4 separate regions of the Mus musculus genome follow, and regions 2, 3 and 4 are each linked to region 1. Evidence: chromatin contacts called from public HiChIP or PLAC-seq and promoter capture Hi-C data. All regions are on one chromosome and are shown on one strand. The core of a region is the stretch at or near the end of the contact, and the rest is flanking DNA. Distances in the headings are between cores, read along the strand shown.

What was found. Promoter capture Hi-C pulls out the DNA fragments that hold promoters and counts their contacts. HiChIP or PLAC-seq counts read pairs in DNA pulled down with a chosen protein or histone mark.
Region 2: a contact with region 1 is called in an H3K4me3 HiChIP or PLAC-seq map of neural tube, with 15 times the contacts expected there. The contact joins the enhancer-like site here to the promoter of Enox1 in region 1. A contact is called at or near these places in 10 of 39 promoter capture datasets (the 3T3-L1 cell line, the C10 cell line, embryonic stem cells and 6 more), 24 of 484 Hi-C or Micro-C datasets (the 3T3-L1 cell line, CD4 T cells, the N1E-115 cell line and 19 more) and 9 of 115 datasets of contacts at active chromatin or transcription factors (astrocytes, differentiating embryonic stem cells, embryonic basal ganglia and 6 more).
Region 3: a promoter capture Hi-C map of pre-B cells shows a contact between it and region 1, with 4 times the contacts expected there. The contact joins the enhancer-like site here to the promoter of Enox1 in region 1. A contact is called at or near these places in 4 of 39 promoter capture datasets (the 3T3-L1 cell line, the C10 cell line, pre-B cells and 1 more) and 7 of 115 datasets of contacts at active chromatin or transcription factors (the NIH/3T3 cell line, craniofacial prominence, embryonic forebrain and 4 more).
Region 4: a contact with region 1 is called in a promoter capture Hi-C map of hippocampal neurons, with 6 times the contacts expected there. The contact joins the enhancer-like site here to the promoter of Enox1 in region 1. A contact is called at or near these places in 11 of 39 promoter capture datasets (the 3T3-L1 cell line, the C10 cell line, cranial neural crest and 7 more), 1 of 484 Hi-C or Micro-C datasets (cerebral cortex) and 6 of 115 datasets of contacts at active chromatin or transcription factors (astrocytes, embryonic basal ganglia, embryonic forebrain and 3 more).

The regions. Positions count from the first base shown.
Region 1 is chr14:77,154,726-77,158,313 of GRCm38.p6, forward strand. It overlaps Enox1 (ecto-NOX disulfide-thiol exchanger 1), which reads left to right and starts at 2,038. Exons shown (of 19, transcript NM_172813.3): 1 at 2,038-2,317.
Region 2 is chr14:78,480,553-78,484,140 of GRCm38.p6, forward strand. No RefSeq gene overlaps it. Among named protein-coding and RNA genes, the nearest start is that of Akap11, 55 kb to the right of the region's middle. Within about 2 kb of position 2,044, at least 144 of the 459 cell types and tissues checked have an H3K27ac peak or open chromatin away from gene starts, as enhancers often do. A contact at or near this core is called in embryonic basal ganglia, muscle stem cells, myocytes and 4 more, where this site is marked.
Region 3 is chr14:78,355,043-78,358,630 of GRCm38.p6, forward strand. No RefSeq gene overlaps it. Among named protein-coding and RNA genes, the nearest start is that of Gm30662, 25 kb to the left of the region's middle. Within about 2 kb of position 1,814, at least 54 of the 459 cell types and tissues checked have an H3K27ac peak or open chromatin away from gene starts, as enhancers often do. A contact at or near this core is called in pre-B cells, where this site is marked.
Region 4 is chr14:78,202,769-78,206,356 of GRCm38.p6, forward strand. No RefSeq gene overlaps it. Among named protein-coding and RNA genes, the nearest start is that of Mir1971, 13 kb to the left of the region's middle. Within about 2 kb of position 1,698, at least 42 of the 459 cell types and tissues checked have an H3K27ac peak or open chromatin away from gene starts, as enhancers often do. A contact at or near this core is called in embryonic basal ganglia, embryonic forebrain, forebrain and 1 more, where this site is marked.

The sequences.
Region 1 (3,588 bases), core at 788-3,287:
CTTTGAGAGCATTCTTCCACTCTGGTAGGTAAGACAAATATGTGGCAAATGAACAGAATTTTATAAACATTTGAAAATTGTCTTGGAAGACTGTCTTACATTGGTGGTCTAGTTTGCCTATCGGCGGTCCAGTCTGCATATCTGCTCCCAAGTTTTAGAAATTCTTTTCAAGGCAGCGTTTTAGATATCTAAGTTTCTCATTTAACAAAACAAGAGTTCCAAGATGATAGCCAATGTCTCTTCAGAAGACTGTAAATGAAATGACAGTGAAGTCATTGGAAGGGACCCCCTAAGAGAAAACATAAAATGGATTTATTTGGAGGCACCCAGATAAATCCTTTTTAATTCTCACTTTATTTCAGTTATAGTTCACAGCTGTGGTATCATGGCTGGCAAGAGAGGCAGCTCATTGGAAGAGCCCGAGTTCAAAGGAATTGAAATTGAGCGTGGAATGTGAAATCGAGAACTCTTGCTTCTAAGAAGATGACTGGAAATACTGAGATTGGAGGAAGCCACCCTGAAGCAGCAGCAGAATTAGCAAGCCCCAGTGACCTTGTAACGTATGGGCCAGTGTTTAGTGCCTAGTGTTCCTGACAAGAGAAAAGCTTGCTTCTGACCAGCATCTAGAGGCAGACAGATTTAACACCTCCTTTCCTATCCTTTTCTGTAGAAGGGAGTGTAGAAACTGCCAAGTATCTGCAACTCGGTGACTTGGACCTTTTTTGAGAAGGTTAGGTGTCCCCAGGATCTTTATCCTTTGCTCAGGCAGATTATACCACCAAGTTCCTTTCTGAGTGCTCTTTTCGTGAATCTTTTGGTAAATTTGCACAATGGGTCAGTCTTCTCCTATGTTCCTTCTTTGCACTGGGGCCTGGCAGCCCGAGGGGAAAAATAGTCTTTCACACAGGGAACTGGCATACGTTTAAATCAAGCAAGCCTAGTGGGATGGTAATGACATTCCCACCATCTGAGTTTCTGCCTTCAGGATATGTGAAGCTAGAAAACAATGTCATTCATTCAACATTTATAGAGAACACACAGTGTACAGGGGCGCTGTGCAAGTCTTGGAGGGCAGGCAAAAGTGCAAACCCTAACCCGCTCTTGAGGATTCCTGCCAAGAAGAGCATGACAACTGCAACACGGACCTTACACTCCTGGAAGGAATTCTTGGGTGAATAAAGTCTGCTTATTTAAAGTAAGCATGGAAAACTATACCAACAGCTCGATGTACCTTTCAGGAATAGGACAGATAAGTGGGATTTAGTCATAATCTCTAAGGTGTTAGAGCGCTCGGTGATGAAGGTGTTCTCAGCTTGCTTTGAGTTACTTGTGTATCGGGACAGTTGGCAGAATCCTAACAAAGAGAGGGCCAATACTTCTATATGGAGGTGGCTAACTTTGAGGGAAAGTGGCTTCCAAGGAGAACAAAAAGGTAACATTTTCATCTGGAGCGATCCCAACCACCACTGAGGCATCCTAATACCCTGGGTAAAACCTCTGTGCCCAGGCTCAACCTTAGACAGCGCCGGGTTGAGCAGTGCATCTCAGCATCCTGGAGTCCACTGCACGCACCGAGTTCCCCCCCGCACCCCGGTCGCCTGCCTGGCGCCTTCAAGGTCGCCATGGCAACCATGGGGTACCAAGACCAGTCCCTGAACGTCCAGCCTAGAAATTCAAACTGGCAGCAGTGGCACGAGCGAGTCGCCTCAGCTCCTCCCCCGAGGGAATAGCGCGATCCTCGGCCGTGGGCACCACTTGTGCAGCATCAGTGGCAGAGCGCTCCTCCGGCTCCAGATCGGCCGGGATCCGGAGCTCGAGCGCGCCACGCCGCCTCTCATCTGGTTTCTCCGCCGGGCCAGTCGCTTCTTCGGGCCAGACAGGCCGCCCATCCTTTCACCGCTTTACGGATTTCCGGGGGCGACGAATTTTGCCTCGGTCCCTACGAGCATCTCTCCGCTTCGCTCCCCCGCCCCTCGCGACTCCCCCCACTCCTGGGCGCGCGCGCGCACACTCACTCACACTCTCAGGCGCGCGTGCGCACGCCCGCGCGCCCCGAGCCGCGGAGTCTCCAGCGCCCCTGAGCAGATCCCACTCTCCCGGGCGCTGCTACTCACACAGGCTTCCAGCCGCCACGGGGCGTCCTCTGTCTGCGGCAGCAGCGGCGGCGCGAGCGGAGGCTGCAGTCTAGCCGGGTCTGGCTGCTCGGCGCCCTGGACAGAGTCCGGCAGAAGCGCGATCGGGAGGAGACGCCGAGGCAAGGAGGAGCCGCGCCGCGCCCGGCGCTCGCTTGCCTCGAATCCCCGCACCGCGGCCCCAGGTAAGCGGCTCCGCGGCCCGCAGCATCCCCGGGGCGTAGGGACTCGCCGCCCATGGGGGGTTCCCGGTCCCGCCCCCGTCGTGGCCGGGGAACAAGGCACCGAGGGGAGTGGGCGAGGGGGGAGGGGAGCGGAGCTGGAGGTGAGGCTGGAAGGCAGCGGTGTGGGGGAGCCCCCTGCGCCCTTCCCCGACGCTCCTCGGGCTCCCGCACTTTTATGAGCCGGGGGTGCTCAGCGCCCCACACAGATGTACTCCGCTCTTTTTTATCGCTGGCCGGCTAGAGTCCGCTCGGGCTCCGCGCCTACCACGCACCAACCGCCTCCCCTGCACCTTGGACAGCGCACCCCGCCGCTCGCCTCCCGGGGACCGCACCCGGGACCCTGTCCTGCCCGCGCAGCCCTCCGGTTGTTCCGTTCTTCCCATAGTGTCCTCCTCCTGTCTTGCATAGCATCTCCCTGCCTTGGCGTTCTCTACTCTGGCGCGGGCCAGAAACTTTCCTCTCTGCCCGATCTGCGCGAGGTACTATTGTTGTTATTTGTGTCTTTCCTTCTCGCTGGGAACTGGACACAAGGACAGGTCTTCCTCTGCGGGCGATCGCCTGCCTTTCCCAGTCCAAGACCGCACTGGGCAGCCGGACTTGGACACCCGGCCGGCGCCTCGGCAGCTGGACGCCCGCGGGTTCCCCGCCTCTCTGGACACGTGCACTCCTCCCACGGACGCGGCCCCTCCCGGACCACCCTATGTCCTACCCCTGCATGGCCACGGCCACCCCATAGGTTGGACACCCGGGATCGCGGGCTCTGATTGGTTGATCTCATAACCCCGCCTCCTTGGAGGGGGTGGTTCTGGAGTGTTGTGGTTGTCATCCCGCAGCGAGCACATGGGGGAAGTGGGGTCGACAGGTGGGGAAACCCAGCTCTATGGCATACACATCCCAGTGTATGTAATCCGGCTAGTATCATTCCTTCAAATTGCACATTGTGCTTTACTCCCCCTTCCGCAGTCTTCCACTGTTATAACATTTTAAAAAATTTAAATTTTGTTGAGATTATGTTTGTTCAGTGGTAGTGGTTTTTAAAAGTAGCTTTAGGAGAATGCAGGAAACGAATGCACGAGAGGAGATTCATGGCAAACTGGGCTGCATGTTTGAGTTTGGTCCTTTGGAGGAAGTAGTGAAGGGTCATTAAGGGATCTGAAGAAGGTGAAGAAAGGAGAAGGGAAATGGATTGTTGGCAGAGACCCTGGTGCTTACGAACCCAAGGAAGGAGGTGG
Region 2 (3,588 bases), core at 794-3,293, 1.3 Mb after region 1:
CCATAGCTGCCCTTTAAAGTTTAGCAGTCATATTTTAAAATGTTTTTAAATGAAACAAAATTAACGTGTTTTATTTCATCTAAACAACCAATTCCAAATAATGCTATTTCAATATGAATAAATTATTAAAGGGGTTCGTTTTTGTTTGTTTGTTTGTTTTGTTTTGTTTTGTTTACTTTTTTTTCCACACTAAAGCTTTGGAATCTATTTGCATTTGGTATTTACAGCACTCCTTGTTTTGGACTGGTCACATTTCAGGCAGTCAGCAATATCACACACATGGCTAGTGGCTACCATATTGAACTAGCTATCCTAATAAATCACATAACCTGGGCACCTTAATATGCAGTTTTGGAGGTTAGAAATCTAACACGGATCTTGCTGTGTCCCCAGGGTGGAGGTGGTAGTAGGGGGGTGGGGGGTAGGGGCAGGGGGCATGGGGGGTGCAAAGGGAGCTCCCCCTCCAGATACTCCCAGAATCCATTTTCACCCTTGCTCCAGTTACCAATGGCCACTGCTCTTGTTGACTCAAAGCCTTCCTCGGCCTTCACAGCTAGGTATCACATCCCTCTCCATCCTTGGTTTTTCAATCACACAGCGCAAAGCCCAGACCTGGTTAAGGCTCTCCCAATTTCAGGAGATTCATTGAACTCTCATAGATAGTTCAGGTTCAGTTCCCCCTGTCAGGGCCCTTAACTCCATGACATGTGAAAGCAGAAGGATCAGGAGTTCGAGACCACTCTCATCTACAGTCGGCTGGAGATCAACCTGGGCTACACGGTGCTCCATCTCAAGAAAAAATAAGTAAATGAAGGCAGGGTATGGTAGTGCATACCTTTAATCCCAGCACCGAGGGGGCAGAGCCACTGGCTCTGAGGCCATTCAGGTCCATAAAATGAGTTCCAGGTCAGTTGGGGCTACATGGAAAAATTTTTATCTCAAAAAAACCAAAAATAAATAAATAAATAAATCTTTGCCATGGAAGGTAGCAGAGTCAAAGATTCCAGGGTTATGTATTTGGGCATATTAGAGGCAAACATTATTCTGCCAACTACAAATAATGTTCTGTTTTAACTTATTTGCATTATAAAGAGTGATGGCTCAGTGGGTAAAGGTATTTGACACCAAGTCTGGTGACCTGAGTTCAATCCCCAGTTCCCACACAGGAGGAGGGAACAATTATTGTCAGCTGTCCTTTGACTTCCACATACTTGCACACATACAAATTTTAAAAATGTAGTAAAATAATGAAAAATATAAGTGCTAAACTCAAGAATTGAAATGGGACTACATGGGTAGGTACTGCTCTGTTCTCTTCAGCTTGGCTGGGAAGAGCAAAGACTCCCTGCTTTAAGTAATAATCACATTCATGAAGTTTTAACTATATCCCCAGTATACATTTCCCCCCTCCTGCATACTACTGACCAATCAAACAACATTTAATATCTTCTAGATCCCAGCATGTATCACATGCATCAGTCCTGAAACACATTTACGAGCACATGGTAAGATGAATTTGGACAGAAGACAATATTAAAGGGATCCTTATATTATGAATTTATGTTGAATCCTTTTATCGCGTTGGAAGTACATGAAGAATGGCTCACCTTTCACAGAACAAAGCCATGAATCCAACAAAATAATGAAGCAAAACCCAAAATGAAGTGTAGTTAAAAAAAAATATATATATATATATGGATATATATATATATATATATATATATATCCATATTGTAGAGGCCAGAGCATAAGTCATGCAAGGATGCAAAAGTTATGAGACAGGTTTGTCCACACTGCCTTTCAGTGCTCCTTATTGCAACCATGGATGAAGACTATCACCTGGACCATGGTTTTGGCTCCTTTCAAAAGCAAAGTCAAGAAACCAAAACCTCTTAGAGAAGGCACTCTAGCCCATGAAGGCCAGCTAGTTCCCTTCAGAGAGGACGGACAGACGCTGAGGTGCAGTGTGCAGGGTGCACTGTATCTGAGCTCACCTGACCATGCACAGGGCCGCTCTGACTTTCCCTCTGCAGGATGCCAGGCGCCACAGGCTGGCCCACACCAGGTGGTGCTGCTCAGGTAAGAGTTTTGTGACCAAAGCAGCAGCTCTGCCCTGAAACTGAAGCTGAACTTGGGCAGAGAAAAGCTTCCTTTTAGTAACTTAAGAAGAAAACGCTCCGATTGTGACTGGGGATGGAAATACGCCAGCAAAAGAAGACCTGAAAATACAGGCTAAATTAGGAACCAGCCTAAAGCGGGAGACTACGGAAGGCTCACTCTAGCGAGGGAGCTTTGGTGTATTGTAAGCCATAGGCTGTGCTGCGGTACCACCCTCAGGCACACAGGAACACTGCAGCTTCAGGAGCACAGTCAGCGTCCCGGCTGGGGCATGGCTTGGTTTGCCCTGTTCCAAAGGCTCCCTTTTATTACCCTGAAACACTATGTGCTCCCAAGTTGGTCACAAGTACTACCTTGAGTGAACTATGAAAGACAAGCTGCAGGGTGTCTGTGGGAAGGCAGTGTGTCCGCACAGCAGCCATCCAGTCCTGTTAGCTCTGTGACCAATCCATCCTGGCTGGAGGCAGCTAGGAACCACCAGTGAGAGCTGAGTGCCAAAATACCACTGTGGCTGGCTACCCAGAGTGCCAACCTCTCAGTTCTGAGTTTCACAAGCTAGCCTTGGCCATCAATCAGCACTGCTACTCATGTCCCAAGACCACAGTGGCCAGGGCACAACTTTGCCTTCTCGTTGACAAGGACAGCTTTCCTCTCCTGCCATTTTTTTAAAGATTTATTTATTGTATGTAAGTACCCTGTAGCTGTCTTCAGACACTCCAGAAGACAGAGTCAGATCTCTTTACAGATGGTTGTGAGCCACCATGTGGTTGCTGGGAATTGAACTCAGGACCTTTGTAAGAGCAGTCAGTACTCTTAACGGCTGAGCCATCTCTCTAGCCTAAAAGCCTCCTTCAAGCCTGTCTGTGCTGGCTACTTTTATGTCAACTTGGCACAAACTAAAGTCATTTGAGAGGAAGGAATCTCAATTTATAAAACACTGTAGGCAAGCCTGTAGGGCATTTTCTTAATTAGTGATTGATGGGGGAGGCCCAGCTCATTGTGGGTGGGGCCATTCCTGGTCTGGTGAGCCTGGTTCCAGCAAGCCGTGGGGAGCAAACCAGTAGGCAGCATTCCTTCAGACTCTGGATCAGCTCCTGCCTCCAGGTCCCTGGCCTGTTTGAGTTGCTGTCCTGACCTCCTTCAGTGATGAACAGCACTATGGAAGGGTGAGGCAAATAAAACCCTTTCCTCTCTGAGAGACTTTCACCATGGCGTTTCATCACAGCAATGAGAACCCTAAGACACTACCCAGCCCTACCACCTCTTCCTCCAACCCATTATCTTTACAGGAGATTTTTGTGTTCCTTCCAACCTCAGAGCTGACCCAGGTTTGGAGTTCAGGTCTCTATTCAGGTAGATGTAGGAGCAAGGCATACGGTAGAGGCGACGTCGTCTTGGCCTGTAGAAGAGGACTAGCAGCCAGAATGTGTACTCTTGTGAGGATGCAATTTAGGAAATATAGAGACAGTG
Region 3 (3,588 bases), core at 564-3,063, 1.2 Mb after region 1:
ACTAGTGCTAAGATGGACCCAGAAAGGCAGTCACTCTGCTAAAGAAATGTTGTGTTCCTGTTAATATGAAATTCCTATGTACCTTGCTGGGGTTGTAGGGATGAGGTAATGTCCTAGATTGCCATCTAACTCTATTTCTCATGAGCAAATGACACCCCAACTTCAGCCCGATTCTCTATCAAGGTCTAAACAACACAGTCCCTTTCACCCCCAGTCTCCGCCCAGACTCCATCTTGCACCATTCTCTCAGGATCCCTTGGTGAATACTCCTTTGATTGCCTTCCTGTTCCCTAAAGCCACCTTCACACAGGTTCCCCCGTTTGTAGCTCTCTTGACCCTGTGGCTTCCTTTCCATGCTACGTCCTCATTTCTCACAATCCTTTGTGGCTACTCAGCACAGATAAGAAGTACAGGGAGGTAGGAGAATTCAGGCGGCCCTAATAGTGTGTTTCCTCCAATCAGTGGGAGCTATCCACCTGCAGCTGCACTTCTCTCTGAGCCTCTTCACCTGCACTCACTCTTTCCAAGGCTCCCTCCCAAAGATCAAACAAGCATCTAACCCTGAGAGCCCCCTCAGCCACCATCACCCTCAACGCTTACCCGTTTCCTCTTCCAGGTATATTTCATGTATATCTAGCCTTGTTTGAAGACACAGACTAGCACTTATACCACAAGAGAAAATATGACAATCACCAAATGTTATTTTTTAAAGGGAACAATTCATAGTCATTTATTTAACTTTTATAAGCTTCTATACACACACACAGCTAATTTTTGTTTTGTTGTGGGTTTTTTTGTTTGTTTTTGTTTTGTTTTGTTTTTTTTTCTTTTCTTTTTTTTTTTTTTTTTGAGACAGGGTTTCTCTATGTAACCCTTGCTGTCCTGGAACTCACTCTGTAGACCAGGCTGGCCTCGAACTCAGAAATCCTCCTGCCTCTACCTCCCAAGTGCTGGGATTAAAGGCCACTACCACCAGGCTAAGACAGTGTCAGATCCCAGTATAGGTGGTTGTGAACCACCATGTGGTTGCTGGGAATTGAACTCAGGACCTCTGGAAGAGTCGTCAGTACTCTTAACCACTGAGCCATCTCTCTAGCTGACTAATTTTAATTGTCAATCTGACACAGTCTGAAGTCAACTTGAGAAGAAAGCCCCTTTTGAGGATTGCCTAGGTCCGATTGTCATATGACCATGTCTTCAGAGGACTTTCATAATTATTAATTGTTGCAGGAGGGCATCCATAGCTCACTGTGGGTGGCACTATTCCCTAGGAAGATGTTCCTATGCTTTATGAGAAAGCTAGCAGAGAGTAGGCCTGAGAGATAGCCAGAGAAGGGGCTGGGAAGAAGGGCCCCTCCCTGTTTCTGCCTCACATTCCTCCGCTCACTTCCTGGAACGATGACTTCTGACCTGGAAGTGTAAATGAAAGAAAATGTTTCCTCTGCAGATTGCTTTTGAGTACAGTATGTGTCCCAGGAACAGAAAGCAAGCTATAACACCTGTGCTTGAACAGTTTTTACAGGGCAGAAACTGACATGAAGAAGGAACACTCGGGCACCTGGATAAGAGAAGGAGATGCCCACAGCAGATCATTAGAGTACTCACTCCCACTCCCACAGTGCCCATAGCCCTGGCTGCCCTTGCACCCAGTGTAGAGAACTTGAAAACTTGCTGATCCCCTTTCAGAGATCCTGATGTAATTGTTCTCGGGGATTCCTGGAAATTTGCATTTCAAGGGCTCGCCAGATGATTTGAGTAATACAGTAAGGTTTGGGAACCCCTGTCTCTAAGACACATAGTGAAAGACCACGACATAGAGAACTTAAAAGACGTAACTCTGCAGCTGCTCAGGAGGACTGTGGTTAATTCAGAGTCCTGAGGGAAGAGAAAAAAAACGTCTTCAGCAGATCTTTGTAAAGGAAACACTGTGGGATGTTGGCAACCACATCCTTAACAACATCCCTGCAGTAAACACAAAAATAAGTTCACAGACTCGCGTCCTGTGACATCCCTCAGCACTGCCAGGTTCTTTCCATGTGCTACCACATACTGCGAGCAGGTTCTGCTCACGTACAAATGTGGAGAGGAATTTTCCACTTTGGTTAGTGTATCTCCCCCTAAGGAGGCTTTATGCCATATCTTGGGATTTAAAAAACCTTCGGTTAGACACCGAGGGTATCAGCAAACATCCATCTTTGTCTGTTTCCTATATTGGGGGAGTTGCCCAGAAATGTGTGCCTGGCTCACATGTCCACTGCTATGGAGTGTTCAAAAAAAAAATCTCTAATCTATAGCAAAAAAATAACATTCCTGGGTGAACTCACATCAAACCCTACCTTCAGTGTCTCAGGAATAATAACTTCAAAATGAAAACATCAATGCAAATGAACGTCAAGCTGCAAGTTGCTATTCAAGCAAACATTGCACATCTGGTGGAGGGTGGGATCTACACGAAGCTAGACCACCTGCAGCTAACTCTAGATTCTATGGGACCAGAAAAACAAACTGTTTTTCACATAGGCAGAAAGTTGAAAAGCAGATAGTATCCAGCTGACAGTCACCTTCACACAGCTAATTCCTTCTATTCCCACCTAGTGATGGAAAGATACTCTCTACAGCTTTGAATTTGAGGAAATAATCGAGAAAATCATACTGTCTAGGACTTGGTACTAAAACCCATCAGAAGAGGCAACCCTTTGGGATTCTTGCATTTAGGTTCCAGGCTGGCCATCTTGCATCTCTAAGAGGTACAAAGCAAGGTGCCACCCAATCTGGATGAGGACATCCACAGGTCCTTCCCTAACCTGCCTCTCATGTCTCTGCAGCAGGTTGGGTTTGGGACTGTCTTTTCCAGAATTTGTCTTCCTAGAACACTTGTACCCAGCCTGGAGTTCAACGTGTGTATGTTTAGTAAGTGACTGCTCGCCATAGTTTATGATTTGCATAGTTTGAAATCCCTGATTTCTTATTGAGTTCAGTGTAACGTCAGTAAAACAGATAGGAGGAAAAGTTTCAGTGTCCAGTTCTATCCTCTACAAATTAATACACATCTCCAGGACATTGCTTATAAGCTAACAGAAAGAACATGCTTTCAGCATTATAGAAACTGAATAATTCCAGTAGACTCTGGATTAAAAAGCAAAAACAAAAAACAACAGCAGTAGTAAGAAATAAACTCCAAAGTGAGTTGTTCTAGCATTCCAGACTGGTGAATTGAAGTTCAAGGACACCCAGAAGAAAAGGATGAAAAAAAAAAAAAAAGAAAAGAGTTACATCATCCCATCAATTTGGGCCATCGTTCTATACAGTCTTGGCTTCTTGTAATCTTGCCCTCACTCAAGAGTACACAGAAAGCCCTTACATTACACAAGCATGTCGTTTGTCTATGTATCATGATTTATGACTTGAAATGAACCTTTATCTACCCTACACCCAGTTCATTTTCTCCAGTAAACTGCCCATCTCCAAATAATGAGAGTAGCTACCAGTTCCCAAGAAAAGCAGCCCTTTAGACCTGGTGCCATGTCAGAATAAGCCAGGTGTGCTTCCTTCACCTGACTCAGGAGTTGATTAAGTAAGCTCTTGCTC
Region 4 (3,588 bases), core at 448-2,947, 1.0 Mb after region 1:
CTGTGTGAGGGTGTCAGATCCCCTGGAACTGGAGTTATAGACAGTTGTGAACTGCCATGTGGGTGCTGCGAATTGAACCTGGGTCCTCTGGAACAGCAACCAGTACTCTTAATTACTTAGCCACTTCTCTGGACCCTAGATGTACTGTTTTGTGGTTATTTTATTTTAATGTACATGAGTGCTCTATCTGCATGTACACCTGCATGCCAGAAGAGGGCATCAAATCACATATTCTTTACTCATATTCTAACCCATTGTTACAGCTTTCTCTGCTTGCTTTGTCATTTGAGCCCTGACCCTCTCTCTCTGCCAGACTGTCCCCTTTGGCCAGTGGTAGCACTTCAAACTGGCTCTGGTATCCTCTTCCTAGGCCCCAAACACCCCTGCAGTTTGGGGTTAGTACACAGCAGTCCATGTGCTGACTTATATTGCACCAACCCCTGAAGCAGCAGTGTTCCAGTTCCTTACCAAAGGGAATTCCATCCATACTTATAATCAATTGACATTTTAAAAGCCTAGAAGTAGCTCAGATTATGAATTATTCAAACTCAAACAGCTATTTGGACACAGAGCCATGACAAAGCCGTGTCTAACTTGCAAATATCTGTTCTTTCTATTTTCTAACCCTTTGTCCTCGAGTCTGTATGAAGTTTCATTGTATTGATTTTATCATTCTAATGCCCTCCTTTATTACAGGTTCCCTCACTGGATATTCAATTCCCTCTGAAATACTTTAAATGTAAGTTTCAAAACTGAGATCAGATATGTTTACAACTTCAAAAGAGATTTCCTGGGCTGAGTTATAAATCTTTGAATAATGAGGTTTTTAATGAAACCAGGCCCAACACATCGTTAACAGTGGAGAGAAAATGGCGATCTTATAATCACTATTTTTTGGAGCTTAATGGAAAAATGCAGAATATTGAAAATGTTTTCTTATTATTACTTAATTTGTCAAAAACCCCACATCATTTATGCCACATTTTAAATGAGGTGGAATAGTTTTTAAAGATGCAACAGAGATCATTATAAAAAGCACCAGGAAGCCAAATATAGGGGAGAGTCATGGGAAGGAAAAGGCATTACTAAGCTCAATGTACAGTCAGGCGCCTGCAGCACACATCAGCTTAGTTCCTTACAGCAGTCCACAGGGGGACATAATGCGCACGTTAAAATGGGCTGGCGATAGGTATGTTGACAGCTTTGCCTCCGTAACCACCCATCCCTAGGCACCATCTGTTACATCTTCAGTCCTTTTTTTGTGAGTATCAGCAACAAGGGTAATTAAGCAAACGAGCGAACAGCTAAAATTGAAGTTCTCAGAAAGGAGAAAGAGTTTGCAAAGGCATGACAGTGGGGTGTCATTGTAGGATCAGAAACTGAACACCTGGAGGCTCTTGCCAGGAAAGGCAGAATGTACAGTGGCCAATGGGGGTGGAGCATGGGTGGAACCAAGAAAGCCCATGGCATCATGGTAGTTGTAGTAATAGGAGCCGCTGAGGACAAAGGGAAATGCTTCTGACTTCTTTATTAAAAGGAAACAAGGATGCACTCTGGAAAGGCAAAATGCCAGCTTATTACTTTGGTGGCGCACAGTCAGTGAGTCTTCGGGTCACAAATTTCCTAAGATTGGTGCTCCTTTTACCACAATTGGCTTAGCTGTCTGTGTGAACTGCAGTCGGAGCCTTCGTGTCTAGAGTGGCGGTGGCAATAGCTGTGCTTTGGCTTTGGAGCATGAAAGACTCTAGTGTGATCTGATTGAGAGCGGGGCTAAACGTCCAGGTTACATAGAACCAAGTTAGCTGGAGAGGAATACCAACCATGACTCCTAAGTGTGCGTGTTACCCTCCATGTTCCCTGTGCTGGAGCAATTACTCTAAATAATCTCAGAGTCTCGGGAGATGAACGGAAGAAAGCCCATATGCTAAGTGACATTTTTGATGGAGATGTTGGGACACAAAGGCCTTATGCTCCTTTGCTGGGGTATTTGATTACTTTTTGGTGGCAATGTCAATGTTTTGATTTGCAACGCATCCTCTATTTTTCACTTCTTTCTGTTCTCTTCTCCCCTGCACAACCACCAACCCCTACCCTAGTCATTCTTTAGACCTTAGGATTTGTCACTCTATTAACCCTGCAGTGTGACACTGACCTACTGTCCCCGTTCAAGAAGATGAGCTGGTTTGTGACTTGAAGTCTCACTGACTGTGCGCCACCATAGTAGTAAGCTGGCTTTTTGCCTTTCCAGAGTGCATCCTTGTTTCCTTTTAATAAAGAAGTCAGAAGCATTCCCCTTTGTCCTCAGTGGCTTTTACTACTACAACTACCATGATGCTCTGGGCTTTCCTGGCTCCATCCATAACCACTGTCCCCATCCTGGCCTTCTCTCTTGCTTCTCAGCCAGTCTTGTGCCAATAGCTAGCTTCCTGGTCCTTCTGTCTGCACCGCTGTCTCTGCTGTGCTATTTCTGGCCATACCCTTCCTTCTTAGGGAGTGTCACCTGTATCAGTGGCATCTGCATCGCTATGGGCAGACTCCTGAGAGAAACAACTAAAGGGTGGAAGGGTTTAATATGGCTCACGGCTTCAGAGATTCAGTCCATGCTTGGTCCCATGTGCTTGTTCATGGTGGTGGGATTGTATGACAGGGGTGCTATTCATGGCTGACCAAGAAGCAGAGAAGAAAAAAGAAGAGGCCAAGGATAATACAGCACCAAGAATCTTCCCTAGTGACCTACTCCATCAGCTTGGGTTCTCCCAAAACAGCACCACCGAGAGAGGACCAAGTATTCAAAATGTGAGCCATATCTTAAAGGAAGTAGAGTGGGCAGTTCAGGTCAAGTCCTAATTAGAGCCACAACATTGACCTTCACAAGTTTGGGTACCATTGTACTTAGACTTTGGCTTTTATCGTCTAGCAGGACTTCACCCCTACCAGCTGAGCTGTTGGCCTATTGTGTCCCTGTATCCTATTGTCTGTCTTGGGTTTTCTACAATGTCCTTCAGATGCTTACTCTCATCTTTGAAGTTCCACTCCAGTTGAAAACCATTGTTGCCTGAACCATGGTCATGACTGAGGCTCTTACCTAGTACCTAGTACCTAGTATAAGTTGCTAGCTGAATGTGGGTTCATAGCAAGTCACGTTCAAGAAATGCAGAGGGACTCAAAAGATTGGGTGTCCCAGCTGAGGCTGGTGGCACAAAACTGTCCCAAATTCATGGGCTCTTAAAATAGTTCCAATTAGTTTCAGCTCCCTGAGCAGACTCGGAGGCACAGTAATAAGCCCAACGATGTTTTCACACTGATTTAGCTAATAGATGTCAAGCTATTTGCTCTCGGCACCTTATTGATTAAGGCAGAAAAGGAGAACAGTGAAGAATCTGCGTTAAAATGCAATTCCATCAAGAAGGAATGCTCCTGGGTGGGAGGTGTTAGGTTTAAAGAAAAGGAATACTAGCTATAAACACTCATAGGAAAACTTCTAAATATCTCAGTCCACCCCCTGGGCACCAGAAACATGCTCCGGGGCATTTCTTTCTGCCTATCTTATGAACACAATAGAAGCTATGGTGTGTAGACCAGTTCTTT